2 separate regions of the Pan troglodytes genome follow, and region 2 is linked to region 1. Evidence: chromatin contacts called from public Hi-C data. All regions are on one chromosome and are shown on one strand. Each heading gives the region's core, a stretch centred on a gene start, on an enhancer-like site or on the middle of the called end of the contact. The rest is flanking DNA. Distances are from core to core; before and after follow the strand shown. Region 1 overlaps LOC107974888 (a long non-coding RNA gene). Region 2 holds the start of FGF1 (fibroblast growth factor 1).

Evidence for each region. Hi-C and Micro-C count contacts between places; a contact is called where the count stands out from the background.
Region 2: a contact with region 1 is called in a Hi-C map of stem cell-derived neural progenitor cells, with 7 times the contacts expected there. The contact joins the promoter of FGF1 here to the enhancer-like site in region 1. A contact is called at or near these places in 1 of 7 Hi-C or Micro-C datasets (stem cell-derived neural progenitor cells) and 1 of 1 other capture datasets (stem cell-derived neural stem cells).

What each region holds. Positions count from the first base shown.
Region 1 is chr4:140,266,682-140,272,990 of NHGRI_mPanTro3-v2.0_pri, forward strand. The region is part of intron 2 of LOC107974888 (a long non-coding RNA gene); the gene reads left to right. Among named protein-coding and RNA genes, the nearest start is that of FGF1, 140 kb to the right of the region's middle. Within about 2 kb of position 1,685, at least 8 of the 24 cell types and tissues checked have an H3K27ac peak or open chromatin away from gene starts, as enhancers often do. A contact at or near this core is called in stem cell-derived neural progenitor cells and stem cell-derived neural stem cells, where this site is marked.
Region 2 is chr4:140,411,366-140,418,540 of NHGRI_mPanTro3-v2.0_pri, forward strand. It overlaps FGF1 (fibroblast growth factor 1), which reads right to left and starts at 3,409. Exons shown (of 3, transcript XM_024356768.3): 1 at 3,285-3,409. The region is part of intron 3 of LOC107974888 (a long non-coding RNA gene); the gene reads left to right.

The DNA.
Region 1 (6,309 bases), core at 435-2,934:
TTGCTTGTTCAATTGTCAGTGTAACAATAATGAAAAATAATGGTAATAACTGTCACTTAGTGAGTTTTTACCTGAAGCCAAGCACATAATCATTTACCATTCTTTCAACTGATGCTCACAGTTACCTGATGGGATAAGAGCTTTATTATCCCAGTTTTTACAGATGAGAAAATTAAGGTTCAAAGCTATTCAGTAACTTGCCCAAGTTACAGAGATGGGACCTGAGCTTGGAAGTCTAGCTCTAAAGACCTTGTTCCTGTCCACTGTGAATATTGTTCTGCTTAGCATTCACAAGTAATAGATGAACGTTCAGGAATTCAGTGACTAAGGAAATAATCATGTTTCCAGGTATAGTTCATTGCATAAAAATTAATGTGACTTGAGACATCACAGAATTGAGCTAGGAGGGAAGTATAGCATTTCCAGTGTCTTCAGAGCAGTTTGTTAATAGAAGAGGTGTTGAGAGCTGGGTTGGCTTATTCCTAACAGAGCACAGAGCACTGACCTCCAGGGACACAGCCAAGACTTACTGAATACTTACTATGTTCCAGGCAGTGGGCTCAAAGCCCAGCGTGTTTTTCTGTTTAATCCTCACAACAACCTCACCTTACAGAGGAGGCTCAGAAAGGTGAAGCAACTTGCCCAAGGTCATCCAGCTAGTGGTTGGTGGAGTCAGGACACTTCATTGCTCTGCTGGACTCCTCTCAGGTGCCCCTGGGGGAACTTCAGATTGTCTTATAGGCCCCAGCTTCCCAAAGGATGCCCTCTGAATGGAGGGAGGAAGTTAGAGGGAGGATCAGGGTCTACCAGGAGGCTGCCAAAGGTGTGCGCTGGGAAATGCTCCTGGTCTGGAGGGTTTGAGGGAGCATGTCTGCTCTAGGAAAATCCAAATGGGCTTAGAAGAATCATGTCAAGGCCCAGGATAAGACTGCAAATATGTTTGGAATCTAAGCCTGTAAAACCTGTAAAATGTGCCCTCTAGTTATCTTTGTGTTTTTTTGTTTTGTTTTGTTTTGTTTTTTTGAGACAAGATCTCACTCTGTCGCCCAGGCTGGAGTGCGGTGGGGCAATCATGGCTCACTGAAGTCTCAACCTCCCAGGTTCAAGTGATCCTCCTGCTTCAGCCTCCCAAGTAGCTGGGACTACAGGCACTGTGTCCAGCTATTTTCGTTGTTGTTGTTATTGTTTTGTAGAGACAGGGTCTTGCTATGTTGCCCAAACTCCTGGACTCAAGTAATCCGTCCACCTTATCCTTCCAAAGTGCTGGGGTCACAGGCATGAGCCACCACTGCAGGCATAAGGCCTCTAGAAGGCCTAAGGCTTCTTTAGAAGTCAGAATGTGTCTTATAATTTTATAGTACCTAACTTTGCTGGCCACACCATAGGTACTTAATAGATACGAAGGAACAAGTGAATGAATCAATGAATGACAAGGAGAAGGCAGCCTGTGTGTGGGTAGCAGTCTGCTTAGGAACCCTTTCCTCCAGATACACGTATAAAGTAATGGTTCTGGTTGCTCTTATGAAAAGTTTGTGAAGTATGTTTTCAAGTTGGATTTGAGTGTGGGGCTCTGGAGACAGTGCCTGGGTTCAAATTCTTGCTCTGCCACCCCTAGTGATTGTCTGTGGCAAGTCAGTGAACCTATCCAGGCCCCTTGCTGTGAGTTGCAGGTGAAGCACCTGGCTAGAGGAGGCGCTTGGTAAATCCCAGCTATGCTAATCACAGTACCAAAACCCAGTCCAGCTGGAGGCAGTGCATCCGCCGTGGTTTACAAAGGCACCAGGGAATTGTTTCCCTCAGCATGTGAGCGTAAAATTCTCAGTCCCAAGTTGAACCCAAATGTGCAGGAACAAACACCTGGCCCCAAATATAATTTCCTCCCGCGGCTCATTGCAGCCCCGAGGAAATCACCGGGGGAGGGCTCGGGAGTGCGGCGCGGCAGCCCCATAATTTCCAGGGCCCTTCTCCTACACTGACACGTAATTGTCAGATTGTTTTATGAGAGCAGCTTCCTGCCCGCTTCCTGCCTGGCTTCCAAATGTGCTCATTCCCGAGGAAGCCTCACTTCTCCTTCTCGCCCTTAATCGCTCCTTTCCTGCCCGCCCCAGCCCCCAGGCTGGGCGATTTCCTAAATCACTCGGAATTGGCTTCCAGCGCCGGCGCCCCGGGTGGGCTCCCGGAGCGCGCGGGCCTGTGACCCGGAGGTCAGAGATGCCTCCGTCCTGTTTGATGTCTTGCCCTGGGGGCCTTCCCTCGCCCACCCCCTTTCCCCTCCCCTCCGGAGCTGATTTGGCTCCTGAAGTCAGGGAGAGATAATTCCCTGATCTGTTGCTCTTTGCTCTCCCTCCTGGGCTGGAGAGCAGGAGCCCTGCCTGGGTCCTCAGCCCACTCCCCTTCCCCACCCAAATGGGGCAATTCCAAATATTCCACCCTGAAGGAACTCCTTTCCTTAGGACCATTTCCCTGTCTCTCCAAAAGCCAACTGTTAGGAGGAAGTGATAAGCCCTAACACTTTTAGCTTAATTTTCCCCATTTGAAGAATTTCCGAGGAAGCATCATGGGGCTTTTTATATCTTAACTGTGTATTTTTTTATTACTAAAGAAATATGCAATCACGGTAAAAAAAATTTCAAACAGATCGTTTCCAGACGGAACCACAGTTAACAGTATTTTGAGTATCCTTCCAGAAGTGTTCCATACACATACAAGCATATAAAAGTATATATATGCTTTTTCTTTGCTTTACACAAATGGGAGCATATTGGACATCTTGTTCTACAACTTGCTATTTTTTATTTAGCACATTTTGGATGTTTTCCATTTCAATAAATCTAGCTTTACTCATTAAAAAAATTGTTACATCGGGAGGCTAAGGCAGGAGAATCGCTTGAACCCGAGAGATGGAGGCTGCAGTGAGCCAAGATCGGGCCATTGCACTCCAGCCTGGGTAACAAGAGCAAAACTCTGTCTCAAAAAAAAAAAAAAAAAAAAGTTCATGCCAGTGAAAACTCCAGTGAAAGTGTGTAGTTGCACGTACCATCACAAACACACATACAATCAAACTTTTTAACAGTCCTAAAAGAAATTTTAGTATTATTTAACTATTTAGGGGTGGGCTTCTAACCTTATTCCCAAATAATGACTGATTATTTTCTGTGATTCTCAGCTCATGAAAATTTGACCATTTTTCTATTATTTATCTGCATCTTACTGATTTGAAGATCTCTTCATCTAAATAGGAAAATAACGCTTTTCTATCATAGATTTTATCCGTAGTTCCCAACTTTATCATTTGTCATTTAGGCTTGTTTATGATATATTTTTCCCAAATAATATTTTAAAAATTATTTAATATAATAGTGAATTTATCAATTCTTTTGTTTTTTGCTTCTGGACATGCTTAGAAACCCTTCCATAAGCCAAGTGTGGTAGTTCATGCACCTGTAATCCCAGCACTTTGGGAGGCTGAGGTGGGAGTACTGCATGAGTCCAGGAGTTCGAGACCAACCTGGGCAACATAGTGAGACCTCATCTCCACAAAAATAAAATTTAAAAAATTAGCCAGGCATGGTGTTATGCACCTATGATCCCAGCTACTTGGGAGGCTGAGGTGGGAGGATTGCTTGAGCCCAGGAATTTGAGGCTGTGGTGAGCTGTGATTGTGCCACTGCACTCCAGCCTGGGCAACAGACTGAGACCTCAACTTAAGAAAGGAAGGAAGAAAGAAAAAGAGAAAAGAAAGAGAAAAGAAGCCTACCCATAAACTAAGCATTTTTGAAAAATAACTCATGTTTTCCTTTGTATTTTTCACATTTAAATCTTTAAAATGTTGAGGGGAAAATAAATCATATAATACAGGTCGGACATTATTTCCCACCTCCCTTATCAGGTATTCTCATGCTATTCATTAACTAATGTGTCTTTTCTTGGCAGTTTTAAAAAATAAAATGTCTTCATATAAGGAAAACACTTATTGTTTCATAATGATAGCTTTCCCAATATGTGAAGCTCTTTAGAGAAGAAAATAATTTGATCCTTAGCAGCTTTAAAGATGATGAGACCCATCTTCCAGAAAAAACAGGTTCATTGCTTATATTTGACTAGTCTTAGTGAAATGAGTGGCCCATAAGATGGATTCTCAGTGGCTGTTTTCCCCTCATTCATTAGGCAAGCCCTCATTGCTACTGTGTAAAGTGGTCTATGGCATCACAGGAATGACCATGTCTAATTTTTGCCCTCAGGAAGTATATAATCAAACAGGAAAATGTCAGACCTTTATTTTCTGGAGGGGTCTGGCTGCACGTGCGTACGTGTGTGTGTTTGTGTGTGTTTACTGTGGGTTCCTAGGGCTTTGAAAATGTAAAGAAAGGAGATTCAGATTCGTTTAGTTGATTATTTCAGGAAATACACTGTTGAATAGTTGAAAGTTGGAATAGAACATCGGAAAGTATTGTAAGGAACATGCATTTTAGAAATGCATACTCTGTGTGAATATTCCTGTTTATTTTCATTTGTCAAAGAAGCAAAGTCCTTTTTGGGTACAGACCCCTCAGATTTAGAATTTCAGAGTCAGGAGATAGGAAGGAGACTAACTTGTTAGTTATTCCTGTATGTTGCTTATCATACCCATTTTACTGAATGAAAACTCCATGTCTTACCCACAGGTATTATTACCAAGTAGCAGAGGTAGAATTGCATGCAGCTTTCTCAACTCAAGAGTTGTGGTGGACATTTTTAGTTGCCTACCCAGTAGCTACTCCCCCAACCCTTTCCTGGCTAAGAAAACTGATTTTGTATGAGGTGAGAGTGCCCAGCCTGAGGCAAGGATGCCACTGAATTCCCTTGCTAAATCACCCTTTTATAGACTCTCTTTTGCAGCTAGGGGACTGTATTAGTTTGCTAGGGCTGTTACAACAAAATCCCAGATTGAGTGGCTTAAGCAACAGAAATTTATTTTCTGGGTTCTGGAGTCTAGAAGTCCAAGATCAAGGTGTCAGCAGGGTTGGTTTCTCATGAGGCTCTCTTTCTGGCTTGCAAATGGCTGTTTTCTTGCTACGTGCTCACATGGTCTTTCCTCTGTGCGTGCATGTCCCTGGTGTCTCTTTGTGTGTCCAAATTTCCTCTTTTTTTTTTTTTTTTTTTTTTTAAGACAGAGTTTCACTCTTGTCACCCAGGCTGGAGAGCAGTGGCATGATCTCGGCTGACTATAACCTCCGCCTCCTGAGTTTAAGTGATTTTCCTGCCTCAGCCTCTCAAGTAGCTGGGATTACAGGTGCCTGCCACCACACCTGGCTAATTTTCGTATTTTTAGTAAAGATGGGATTTCACCATGTTGACCAGGCTGTTTTCGAACTCCTGACCTCAAGTGATCCACCCGCTTCATCCTCCCAAAGTGCTGGGATTACAGGCATGTGCTGCCATGCCTGGCCCCAAATTTCCTCTTCTAACAAGGATGCCAGCGAGATTGGATTAGGGCCCACCCTACTGGCTCCATTTTAACCTTTTTAATGGCTCTATCTCCAAACGGATTCACATTCTGAGATACTAGAGATTAGAGTTGATAAATTTATGGGGGACACCATTCAGACCATAACAGGGACCAAATCTAGTCTGGCCATTGAGACCTAAGGAGAAATCTACTGGGTGCTACTGGGCTGGATTTCCTTCTCAGATCAGTAGGCCCTTGCGAAGAGAAGACTTTTGTCTCCCTGCCTGCCTCTCCTGCTTGGGACACTGACACCTGGAGCTGTGGCAGCTATCTTGTACTCATGAATTGAAAAGTATAAACACAAAAACCCTTTATGCCAGGTGTGGTTAAGCCGAAGAATGAATGGAAAGACCTGCAACCTTCACAAAATTGTTGAGTTGTTGAATGAATCTTCAGATCATGCATTTCCAGACTTCTTGTTAAGTAACGAATAAAAGCCTTTATAGGAGTTCTGTTCTTGTTTATTAGGTTTTCTGTTATAGCAGCTGAAAAACATGTCTAACTAATATGCAACTTCATTGTTTCTTCACTGAACTGTACTGACTCCAGGGAGATCATGGCTGATCTGTCTTGTGTTAATTTTAAAACACTAGGGCCAGGTGTGGTGGCTCATATCTGTAATCCCAGCACTTTGGGAGGCTGAGATGGGAGGATCACTTGAGGCCAGGAGTTTGAGATCAGCCTGGGCAACATAGCAAGCAAGACCCTGTCTCTACAAAATAACAAATAATTAGCTGGGTGTGGTGGCATATGCCTGTAGTCCCAGCTACTTGGGAGGCTGAGGTGGGAGGATCTCTTGAGCCCAGGAGGTCGAGGCTGCA
Region 2 (7,175 bases), core at 2,159-4,658, 150 kb after region 1:
ATACATGTACTTCTTCCTGCTCTCTGACCAATCACCTGTGCCCTTTGTTCTTTAAACTCAGGCAGCAGGAAATTCTACTGATAGGTGTGTAAATGATTAGTGGAATAGGAAATGAGAAGGTGGCATCCTGGGTTATAATCCGCACATCACCACTTACTAGATGTATAATTTAGGATAAGTAACTCATTTCTTTGAGACTTGGTTTACCCATCTGCTAAATGGGATAATAGCAGTACTTGCCTCGTAGGGTCATTGTGAGGATTACCTGAGATGATGCCTGTAGGGACTCCAGCATACCATCTGTGTTTGCTATAGTTATTATATTACTTCTAAAGTCAGAATTAAAGACCTCAAGGCTGGGCGCAGTGGCTTATGCCTGTAATACCAGCACTTTGGGAAGCCGAGGTGGGGGTGGATCACCTGAGGTCAGGAGGTCAGTTCGAGACCAGCCTGGCCAACGTGGCAAAATCCTGTCTCTACTAAAAATACAAAAATTAGCTGGATGTGGTGGTGGATGCCTGTAATCCCAGCTACTTAGGAGGCTGAGGCAAAAGAATCGCTTGAACCTGGGAGGCGGAGGTTGCAGTGAGCCAAGATCTCACCATTGCACTCCAACCTGGGTGACAGAGCAAGACTCTGTATCAAAAAAAAAAAAAAAAAAGAAAGAAAAAGAAAAAAGAATTAACGACCCCAAGTAATCCATCCATTCTCCCTAATCTATTTAGGAAGACTCATTTTCTATTGGTCAATTAACTGGATGCACTTAATCAAGCACCTAGTATCTATTAGCTACCACAGAGAGGGCTTGGGAATGAAACTTAATTTTCCCGCAAGAATGGAGAATTCAAGCTGTGAGAGAAACTAAGATACATGAAGTTCTTAAAGAACATATAAACAGTAAACTGCAATCCTGACAGTCAATGCCATTCTGATTCAGAGAGGGGAGACAGCAGGAAAGTCTGGAAGGGCCAGATAAGGCCTCAGAGGGGAGACAGCACCAAGGTGGGCCCTCACAAGTCAAGATGAGTTCACAGCAGAAGAGGAGAGGGAAACAGAACTGGGCAAGGGTGGGTGAGGGAGAAGGGAGACCCATGTGAGCATGGGCAATTTGGGAGCCCAGGTGGGTCTGGGCCTGGTGCATGGTCTGGGAGCTAAGCCACAGACAAGCCTCCTGCTGTCTTTCCTACTCTCAAGGATCTCTAGGAATAACATGGCATGGAGTCTTTTAGTCACCTTTTCCACTAATAATTATCCTTCCTATGAGAACTTCTGTCACTAATACATTTTTATGGCATGTAAGAGGGAGGAGCTGCTATCAGATGAGCTTTGAGTCAATCTAGACCATTGCAAAAAAGCGACATAGAGTGGCAACCATTGATTTCGGCCACCCTGCATCTAGCCCCCTTTGTCCTGGGATGAGAACTCTGATCATTTCTGGGGAAACACCACTTCATTGCTTTCAGTCCATGCATTTTTGGGGATGGGAATGACTCCATGCCCATGGCAAGGATGGGTACAATACCCACATTCGTTCTATGAGATTGACCCTGAGATTCTAGCTAGAACTAGAAAGGGAAGCACCTGTTCTTGTACAGTGCTGTGCTAGTAGGATGTCAGCTGGGAGCTGCTGCAGCCATGTGGCCTTCACAATGGGCAGGTCTTCCTGGAAACAGAAGGACGCAGGGGAGGCAAAGCCAAGAAATGGAAAGACAGCTTCACGATGCCATCATCTAGGCCCCTGGATCTCATGATACCAAAACCTTGCTTTTTCAGGCACATCAGTTAATAAAAAAATCCTCTTGGCCGGGCGCGGTGGCTCACGCCTGTAATCCCAGCACTTTGGGAGGCCGAGGCGGGCGGATCACGAGGTCAGGAGATCGAGACCATCCTGGCTAACACGGTGAAACCCCGTCTCTACTAAAAATACAAAAAATTAGCCGGGCGTGGTAGCGGGCGCCTGTAGTCCCAGCTACTCGGGAGGCTGAGGCAGGAGAATGGCGTGAACCCGGGAGGCGGAGCTTGCAGTGAGCCGAGATTGCGCCACTGCATTCCAGCCTGGGCGACAGCGAGACTCCGTCTCAAAAAAAAAAAAAAAGAAAAAAGAAAAAATCCTCTTTTTGCCTAAATCTCTTCAAACTGGGTTTCAGTCCATGGTTACTAAATGAATCCTGACTTATTCAAGTAATGACCTTGTTCCTACCAGAATTTTGTTGGTTGCTTCTTAGCATGGGTATTTGTAGTCCATAGCCTAGGGGCAGACTACATCCAGGATAACAGTTTGTGTGTGGAAGTGATAGTGGCGTCTATCCATATCCCTAAATGGATATAGGTACATGTTCTATGAGGAGGCATTATAGGGGAGACCGAGGCTGCAAAATCTGTTTCTCCTCTTTGTCTCTGAAGTCTGTGTACAGAGCAATTTTCCCCAAACCCCTGATTTTATTCCTCTTGTTTTCAACCAGAGAAAGGAATACTTGAATCTGTTAAGTATGTTTTGCAGGGCTCTAAGAAATCAGGAAGAGATGGGGAAGGGAGGTGATGGGGAAAAAGAGGCTCTGCATGTCTCATTTTTGTTTTTTCCTTTTTGCCAACGACAAAGAATCAGCTGGCATCCTTTTATTTTCTATTTCATGCAGTGCTTTTTAAAATGAAGCATTAAGTCTACTGTAATGGGATTTGTCTAATGATTTCCTGGTAAACATCTTCTTGGATCTCAGCAAAGATAATTCACTTAGTAGGAACCATTTCCTGCTTCCCCACTAAGAACCAGACCTACCCAGTTCTTTCTGGGAGTGAATTGGCCTTTGAATGAGAGAAGGCAGTACAGGAATATTTCACTCTAACATTCATCACATAGACTCAAGCTTGCCACAGACCCAGATCAGGGAGGAGAAAAGGAAGGCGGGGGTGAGGGAGAACGTTCATGCTGAGCACAACATGAAGCCAAGCAGAAAGTCTGTAGCAATCTGAGCCCTTTGCAGAAACAGATGCACTCACCTCTTTGCCTTGGCTCTGGGGTGCTTTCTTTCTGGGGCAGTGACAGCTTCTGCAATGTCCACACTGTTCTACCAGGACGGCTGCAGGCAGGCTGCTGCAGGAGGAAGGGAGTTCCCATTCACCATCAGAAGGGAGTGTCCTCCCAGAAAAGGAGGCGATGCCCTGATTCCCCTGGAGCGAAGGCTGTTGGATCCACTTGTCCTCTCTCTCCTGCTCCCTTTCTGGTATGAATGGAGCTCAGAGAAACCCCATGAGAAGAGCTGAGTGAAACCACACACCATACCCACCTGTTAGTAGGTTGGCCTCCTAGCCTTGGGGATCCTGGAGAGGAAGGCTGCGGAGTGGGTCATGAGGCACTTGGGCCCCTACAAGTGCAGCTGACACTGGTATGCCCACAGAAAGGCCAAGGACAAGCACTGTGTATTTATTTCTCCCCCTCTCATGTGATCTTATTTTTGGACTGGACACAAAAGCTATTTGGGGGCTGGACAGCTGCCAGGTGAAAGGACAGTGATCTCATCCGAGTTCTCTCCATGCCTCTCTCTGCACTAGTCCCTGTTACCTTTCCCTATATGAGGCAGAAGGGAGCGGGTTTTGCTCTGAGCCTTACTTTCAGTACATCCGAGCAATGTGTCCAACTTATCATTTTTCTTCAATTAGCTGATTGCTACCCTTTGAGGTTTCACAGAGGATCAATGTAATGAACGAAGTCCTTACTTTTATGTCTGAGGCAGGTGAGTATTTCTGAGTCTGGTGGTCGTGTCGCACAGTCATCATACACACTATTTTAGATGCAAAGATCCTCTTTTCAACACCAGGATGGGAGCCCCAACCCTGAAAGGCAGATGTGGGCAACGCCACAGAGCTAGGCTCTCAATGTGTTGATTCTGCCTTCTGTCCTGGCTGTTTCTGCCTCTGGCTCCTAGGCTTGTAAAACTTACAACACTGAGACAGTTTGATTTTTCACCTCTGATCCTTCCTCTTCAGACATGAATGGAAAGTTTTGAAAATGTCATGCCTGGCAAGATGCCAATTCAATATCGTCCTTTTCACCATTATCACTGTTATTTACTGGGCTCTTTCTTGCTGAATGCCCTTCATTTGAGGAGTACTTCCGCATTCTTGTATTTAATCCTCACAACACCGCTGCCAGGAGGGTAAGATTGCTCCTATTTGATATCCAGGGAAGCTGAGGTTTGGAAAGGCTCCTTACCTAACCTTTGGAGAGGGTAGAGTGGGATGGGAACTCCCGACTGTCTGAGCTCTTGGCCACTTTGCCCTACCGTCTCCTGAAGATGTGAATCGTTGACATTTCACTGTTGTTTTCACTTCATAAGAGGGAAAACAAAACCCTTAGGGTTGATTCAGACCCACAACTTCAATCCTTGATTTCTGTTCCAAATCCAGTTATTGAAGGGGAGAGAAAATAAGGTTTTCATCTGTTTACAGTCCCAGGCCCTGGTTCTAGGTACAGGATGGAGTCTCTGGCCGCCATTCTCGTTGGAGCCATTTTCCTGTGAATAATTCGTTGTGCAAACACACACACCAGAGAGGACTGGGCTGGGCCGCCCAGGCCGGGTTCCCACTGTATCCAAGCTGGACTGCACTTTCCACTAACCTGAGAAAGAGACAGAGAGATTGAACCAACAGCTTGTCCAACACTGCCCTCTGCAGGTCACTAGGCTGCATTACCCCAGATGGGAGTCTGCAAGGCTTTCCAAAGAGGAGGGCCACACCAAGGATTATTTTTAGACAATCAGTTAGTTCTCCATTTCTGCAGCTATTCTTTCCTAAACCTGGTTTGCCTGAGCACGTGTCTGTGTTCATAACCCTTCCCCTACTGTATGAAAGGAAATCATACCTGTCAGTCTTCACAAGTCTTAATAAGGTGCCATTGCCCCAAGTATAAAAATATCAAAGTTCCCAAACTAGGAACTTCCTTTAATACTTTAATTCAGTCTTTTTAAATGATTAATTAGGCATTTTTTAATTCAACAACTTTGCTTTTCCTTCCTTGAATATTGAGGGACAGAACTGTGGAAGCAAATCAAAGAGAATATTAGAAATAATAACAGATTAATAGGTACACTTAAAGAATGATGCCACAGTTTAATTTTTTGTTTGTTTGTTTGAGACAGAGTCTCGCTCTGTTGCCCAGGCTGGTGTGCAATGGTGCAATGTTGGCTCACTGCAACCTCCACCTCCTGAGTTCAAGAGATTATCCTGCCTCAGCCTCCTGGGTAGCTGGGATTACAGGCGCCTGCCACCACGCCTGGCTAATTTTTGTGTTTTTGGTAGAGATGGGGTTTCATCAGTTTGAGGCTGGTCTCACACTCCTGATCTCAGGTGATCCACACACCCTGGCTTCCCAAAGTGCTGGGATTACAGGCATGAGCCACCACACCTGGCCCACAGTTTAATTTTTAAATTCCAGCTTTATAATATATTAGAAATTATGCTCTTGAAACCATATAAACTTAATGATGAAAATTAATATAAATGTTTAAATGTGGGTATATGTAACATTGTTTTTCAAAATTGTTTTAGAAGGTACAAGAACAATTTGTGAAGTCTGCTGTACCCTTGGGCTGGCTATTGCTGACTGATATTAGGTTGCCATCTATCCATCCATTCATCCAGCCATTCCGCAAATACCCATTGAGCACCTACTGTGTGCCAGGCCTTGTTTTAGGCACTAGATATAAAAATAGTGAGCAAAAAATGGCATGTTCCATGGCAAATTCTTAGTGATGGCCTCCTCTAGGAAGCTCAGGGAGGGAAACAGATTATGGATACACTTTTAATAATTAATTCAATAAATGTAAGAATTCAACAATGATAAGCACTACTAAGTGTTCTGTGCGGGAAACGTGTGAGGGGAGAAGAAAAGGCACACACAATACTTTTGAATCCCATATAAATAGCAATGCAGATATAATAAGCAAATGATATAATAAGCAAATTGCAATGGGAAAGGGAGAAGAAAAATATATATATATATTTATACCACCAGACTATGGAGGATTCATCACCAGGCCAGGAAGCAATAGCCTGGGCTCCAGAGTCAGCCACTCATCTGTGCACAGACGAGGAGAGGTCTGTGAAGCTTCGGCACAGTCTGGGACCCTAGCTCTTTTGTAACGAGTTGTTTGGCATGAGGTCCAGTCACGAGGGCCCTTCACAACTGGGCTCAAGGAACACAAAAAGGTCAACTTGTTTTTGTGATTGTCTGTTGTTTTTCAATAACTAATGTATAGGAATAGATTGAAATGGAGATTTCTCCGAAACAGTGCTGGATGAATGCCTCAAGGGGTTCACACAACCTGTTCCGGGACTTGGTGACCATTGTTTGTGTCCACGTTCAATTGAGCTCAAATTTAATATTTTTTTCCTCCACACCAAGGAGGGGTATTTGGTAATTAGAGAATGAATAATGGAGATTAACAATGTATAATGAAGATTAGTATACATTATAATCCTCATGTATATATACATGAGTTGATGGGGGAGGCATCAGGGAAGGTAGCCCTGGAGAAACGAAATCCAAACCAAAAATAAGGTATCCAAGAATCTCTATGAAAAAACTGTGAAGACCCAGGGAAAAAAGGCCACTATAACATGAGAGGATCAGGGAGAAGTAGGATCAACGTTTTTAGAGTTAGTTGGGGTTTTGTTTGTTTGTTTTGTTTGAGATGGAGTCTCACTCTCTCTCCCAGGCTGGAGTGTGGTAGTGCGATCTTGGCTCACTGCAACCTCCGCCTCCTGGGTTCAAGTAATTCTCCTGCCTCAGCCTTCCCCAGTAGCTGGGATTACAGGCCTGGCACACAGTGGGTGCTCAATAGGTATTTGAGGAATAGGTGGATAAATGGATGGATAGATGGCTGGGATTACAGGTGCCACCATGCCCAGATCATTTTTTTTGTATTTTTAATAGAGACGGGGTTTCTCTATGTTGGCCAGGTTGGTCTCGAACTCCTGACCTCAAATGATCCGCTGGCCTCAGCCTCCCAAAGTGCTGGGATTACAGGCATGAGCCACCGTGCCCAGCCTAGAGTTAGCTGTTTTCATAAAGGGCCTTTGTCCTTATACAACTTTAACCCGTATTATAAATCAGTGGTTCTCAATCAGGAGCGATTTTTCCCCAGGGGATATTTAGCAGTTTCTGCAGACATTGTTAG